2 separate regions of the Sus scrofa genome follow, and region 2 is linked to region 1. Evidence: chromatin contacts called from public Hi-C data. All regions are on one chromosome and are shown on one strand. The core of a region is the stretch at or near the end of the contact, and the rest is flanking DNA. Distances in the headings are between cores, read along the strand shown.

Region 1 (2,533 bases), core at 25-2,524:
GATTTCAAACAGCCTATCCTTTTAGCCCCTTAAGCAAGCACGCTCAAACTCGTAAACCAGGTGTCTCCACTTTACAATTAGGAAAATACAGATGTTGCATCTCTGTAACCATGCAAGTGTTAGAGCTATGAACCGCCACAACCACAAGGTGCAGAGCGCAAGTGAAAACAGAGGTTCAAGGAATTCTAACTACCTATGACCAAGTATGCATACTCCCACAGCACATTCCTGGAGCACCCCGGAGGTGTTTGGAGACACAGGAAGAAGGTTCATATTAATCTATCCCGCTCGTGGGACACAGGGCTCCACCTCTGTTAACCAATAGAGACTTCACAAACCAAGTCCGCCCCTCTTTCTGAAGGCCGGGACCACAGCCATGCAAGCACCTGGAAATCGCTGGCAGGAAAAACGTTTTCTAATAATGAAACAAAACAGAACAGAATCCCAAAAGACAAACAAACCCGACTTCTCAAGAGCTTTTCCAACCTGGAGTGAGGAATAGTTGAACGAAGAGGGAGAATATCGGGGCGTTTCAAAGCCCAGTTCCGGCGAGTAAAAGACCTGGAATACAGCAGGTCAACTCAAAGAAGCCGTGCTGCACTAGACGTGATGTGGCTGTCAAGAGCGCCCAGGCCAGCCCTGCCCGCAAGGGGTCCTCAGTGTGGCCTCTGAACCGGTCGGCGGGGCTGGGAAAGCAGCCCTAATCCCGCCGCCGGGAGAGGCCTGAGCGGCCGCTGCGTCCCTAAAAGGCCTGGGTCTCGGCCGACCGCAGACTGGCCAGCAGCTGTCCCAAGTCGGTGGTGAGAGCCCGGCACCAAGCGGGCGCCTTACCTGCAGCAGGTGTAGCTGGGCCACAAGGCGCCGCGGCAAGTGGAGGAAGCAGTCGCGAGCGTTGGTGAAGGCCACCGTCACGGCCGCCCCGCCTCCGCCAGCACCCGCCAGGCGATCGCCGCCCCACATTGTCTGCAGGCACCGACCCCCAGCCGCCCAACCTATCTTTCCCGGGCCAACCCCGCAGGTCGCGGGCGTCGGACCCGGAGACGATCGATCGGCCCCGCCCCCTAAGGCCCCGCGGCGCATCCGGAGCGGGAGGGGCCAGCACGCCTGCGCCTGTTCTCAGGGCCTTTCCGCCGCGCCGCTGGGGGGCGACACGTTCTTCACCAAATCCTCGCTCACAGGAAACGATGGCCGACGGTGTCGATTCTTCAGCCAATCTCGGAACGCCTTAACTCACCCCTCTCTCTTATTGGGTAAACGGTGGGGCAACGGGGCGGATGTTGTCGTTCGCGAGGGATAACACCGGCAAGATGGCGTTGAGCGGCGGGCAGCTAGGAGGCTTATTCGATCACCACGTCCAAAGGGCTGTATGCGACTCGCGGGCCAAGTATCGAGAGGGGCGCCGCCCTCGCGCTGTCAGGGTAAAGTGACTTTGGTTTCAATCGCTATCCCCGGTAGCTTTCTGTGAGTTCCAGCTTCACATGCCCAGCTTACGTAAATAACATCTTGAGAGGCTGCGGTCACATCGATTAACTGAAGAAGAATATGAAAAACGCTGGTACTCAAGTACCAAAGATGCTTGAGTGCTCTTTAGTCTACTGCTAGAACCTCAGCTCCGTGAGAAGAGGGCTGTGTTTCAGTCACTGTATCTTCCGTGTTTACAGTGGTCCTTGTTACATGGTAAACGCTCAGCGAATACTTGTTAACTCGTCCCTGTAACTTCTACCGAGCTAATTTGTGGAAAACACATTGATGGAAGATAATGTTACGTGCTTTAGCTAAAGGCCTTTGCAAGAAGGGTAAACTATTCATTATGTAGAGAGAGGGGCAAGTTTTTAGATTTCCTGTTTTTATGCAAACCAGTCGAAAGGTGTTTTTTTCAACTTTAAAAAAATATAGGATTAGATTTGTCCCAGGCTTCTTTGTGAAATACATTTAATGTGTCTGATTTCTTATAGGTTTACACGATCAATTTGGAATCTCGGTACTTATTAATACAAGGAGTTCCTGCAGTCGGAGCCATGAAGGAATTAGTTGAGCGATTTGCTTTGTATGGTGCAATTGAACAGTATAATGCTCTAGATGAATACCCAGCAGAAGACTTTACAGAAGTTTATCTTATTAAATTTCTCAATTTACAAAGTGCAAGGTAATATGCAAGTTAAACAGTGTCTCATTTTCTCCATTCCCGTTGCCTACATTTGGCCTCCCTCATTCATTTCTGAATTACCCAGTAACTAACATGACCCTGTATTCTTCTAGTCTTTTTAAATGTTAGCCCTACCAAACTCTTTCTATCACGTCATTCCCATGCTTAACAATTTTTTTGTGTGTGTAGTATGGTAGATTAAAAATTGGTTTGGGAGTAAATTTTCAAGTTTCACTGTTTACTAACATCATGACCATGGACAGGTTACTTGACCCCATTAAGACTGTTTTCTTATTCTTTAGACACCAGTATGGTAAAAGGACCTACTTACGGAGGTTGTGTGAGGATGACATGGATCCATGTATAGGGCTTAGCACAGTGCCTTCT
Region 2 (2,533 bases), core at 18-2,517, 59 kb after region 1:
GTCACAGGTGGGCTTCCAATCTGGTCTTGCTGCTCAGTGGTTTAAAACTCTATCACAGCCAAGCCTAAGAAGTATAGGGCTGCAACCTAAGCTTACTGCTAATCTCTTATGTTTACAGCCCATCCAATCTGATTCATAACCTGGACATTCCAAACCAAGTAGTCTATCATCTAGAATCCCTTTCTCCTACCTGCGCCTGACAAAACGCCCTCTGAACTTCGAATCTCCATCAGATAGGATTTCTTACTTCTGCCATCAGTTATTTCTGTGTATCTTTTATCTCATTTGCTACACTAAGAACTTTCACGCCAAGCACTTTCCTGGCCACCTTGCCTTTTGCAGTCTCCACTATTCTGCAAAATTATGAACAGCAATGATCCCCTCTTAATATGAAGAAACTAAGACTCAGAGAAGAAAAGCAACTTTATCCTAGGTCACCCAACTCACGAGGGACTAAACCTGACATACCAGTCTGTGCCTGATTCCAGAGTCATGCCATTCATTCCCACACAGGGCCTAGCAGGGCGCTGGGGCACGAAGCCAAACGTTTCGATCCTGGTTCTCCAACGGGAGCCTGCCTGCCGCTCGAACTGGGCTCGGTGCAGGTTCCCGCACCGCCCCCGCGTAGGGGCCAAGTCTAAGACCTCTGCGCCTCCATCCCACCTGGATGCACACGAGAATGGCGCGGAGATAGGGTGAGCGATCCCGGTGGAGGCCAAGGGAGCAAGTTCTGGTGTCTCCAAGGGCCTCCGACTTTGGACTCATTTATAGGAAGGAACAGGGTACCCTCGCGGCTCTAGAAACTGGGCACTGCTGACCCGAGTCCGGGAAGGAAGGATGCTGGAGAGCACTGCCAGAAGATGCGGCCGGGCAAACGGGGCGTAGAGTAAAAAGAGACAAGAAAGAAAAGGAAAGGGCACAGGGGGCCCAAAGGCGCCAACTGCGTGCGCGGCGCACGCGCGTCTCGGGCCGGTGCGGGTGGAGGGAGCTGGGTCTCCCCGCCCGAGGTCCGAGCGCCGCCGCTCTCAGGCCCAGTTGGGAAGAGCGAGGGGTCCCGTGCTTCTGCCGCCGGGCCCTGTGTCGCCTCATTGTTTCCCCAACAGAGTACTCACCACCCGATTGTCCCGCTTTCCCATGGTGCCGAACCGAGCGCACAGGCAGCCAAGGAGAGACAGCAGGCCAGAAAGGATGCCGAAGCGGGCCGGACGCAGGTCCCTCCGCCAACTCCCCACCCGGTCCGGAGAGCGGCACCGCGAGGACCTGGGGGCCGCGTCTGGCCACAGCGCCACCTACCGCCGCGGAGGAGAGACGGGCGCCCCCGCTTACCCGCGGTTCCCAGGGGTTTTCTGGGGATTCCTGTTCTGTACCATTCACCCGGTACAGCAGCCTCGCCAAGGCAGCTCACTTCCATTTGGCCTTAGATTGCTTTGCCTTCTTCTATTCCTGGTGCATTTAAATCCTCATTCGAGGGGATATAATAATTACTCCAACGCTTATTATGTGCTTAGCATAGTGCATATATTGGGGATAAAATGAGGACCAGGACCCCTCACAGAGCCCATCAGGTTGTGGGCCAGAAGACAGTGCTGTCGTACACATTGCTAAAGAAATTGCCTTTTAGGTGTTCTCGTAGTGGCTCAGCGGTAGCAAACCCCGCTAGTATCCATGAGGACGTGGGTTCAATCCCTGGCCTCCCACAGTGGGTTAAGGATCCAGGGTTGCTGTGGCTGTGGTGTAGGCCAGCAGCTGCAGCTCCCATTCGACCCCTAGCCTGGGAACTTCCATATGCTGCAGGCGCAGCCCTAAACTAAAAAAAAAAAAAAAAAAAAAAAAAAAAAATTTAAATTCACTTCCATTTATCCATCATTCATGCATTCATTTCACACATTTTTCTTTTTTTTCCTTTTTAGCACCGCACCTGCGGCATATGGAGGTTCCCAGGCTAGGGATTGAATTGGAGCTGTAGCCCCAGGCCTATGCCAAAGCAACACCCCAGATCCAAGCGGTGTCTGCAACCTGCACCAGACAGCTCATGGCAATGCTGGAACCCTAACCCACCTGAGCGAGGCCAGGGATGGAACCTGCTTTCTCATGGATACCAGTCAGATTCCTTTCTGCTGAGCCAGGAGGGGAACTCCTCACACTAATTTTTGAACTTTTACTTGGTAATTCATTAACAGTGACTGGAAGCTGGATGTAGCGCAAGACACAAAGCTGATTAAGACATAAGTCCTACCTTCAAAGGGCCTGTTTATAAACTGGTAAGGGAGATAGATGCACTCAGGGCCAATTTTACTGCATGACACGTCATAATAATGTCAGCACAATACTAAAACTTCAAGGGAGATGTTCTGGGCTCCAGAGAAATTGTCATTATATTTATTATTAATGGAGCTGGATAAAGCTGGGCCTATCTCAGCACAATGTCATCAGAAAATAATTGATCCAGGAGTTCCCGTCGTGGCGCAGTGGTTAACGAATCCGACTAGGAACCATGAGGTTGCGGGTTCGGTCCCTGCCCTTGCTCAGTGGG

The links. Hi-C and Micro-C count contacts between places; a contact is called where the count stands out from the background.
Region 2: a contact with region 1 is called in a Hi-C map of liver, with 4 times the contacts expected there. The contact joins the promoter of FAM133B here to the promoter of RBM48 in region 1. A contact is called at or near these places in 1 of 5 promoter capture datasets (liver), 8 of 47 Hi-C or Micro-C datasets (blood, brain, embryonic fibroblasts and 3 more) and 2 of 2 datasets of contacts at active chromatin or transcription factors (alveolar macrophages and skeletal muscle).

The regions. Positions count from the first base shown.
Region 1 is chr9:72,443,537-72,446,069 of Sscrofa11.1, forward strand. It overlaps RBM48 (RNA-binding protein 48), which reads left to right and starts at 1,275. Exons shown (of 5, transcript XM_003130141.5): 1 at 1,275-1,418; 2 at 1,956-2,146. The coding sequence starts at 1,275. PEX1 (peroxisome biogenesis factor 1) reads right to left here and starts at 1,182. Exons shown (of 23, transcript XM_021102380.1): 1 at 832-1,182. The coding sequence starts at 1,080.
Region 2 is chr9:72,502,555-72,505,087 of Sscrofa11.1, forward strand. It overlaps FAM133B (protein FAM133B), which reads right to left and starts at 1,268. Exons shown (of 11, transcript XM_005667601.3): 1 at 1,113-1,268. The coding sequence starts at 1,136.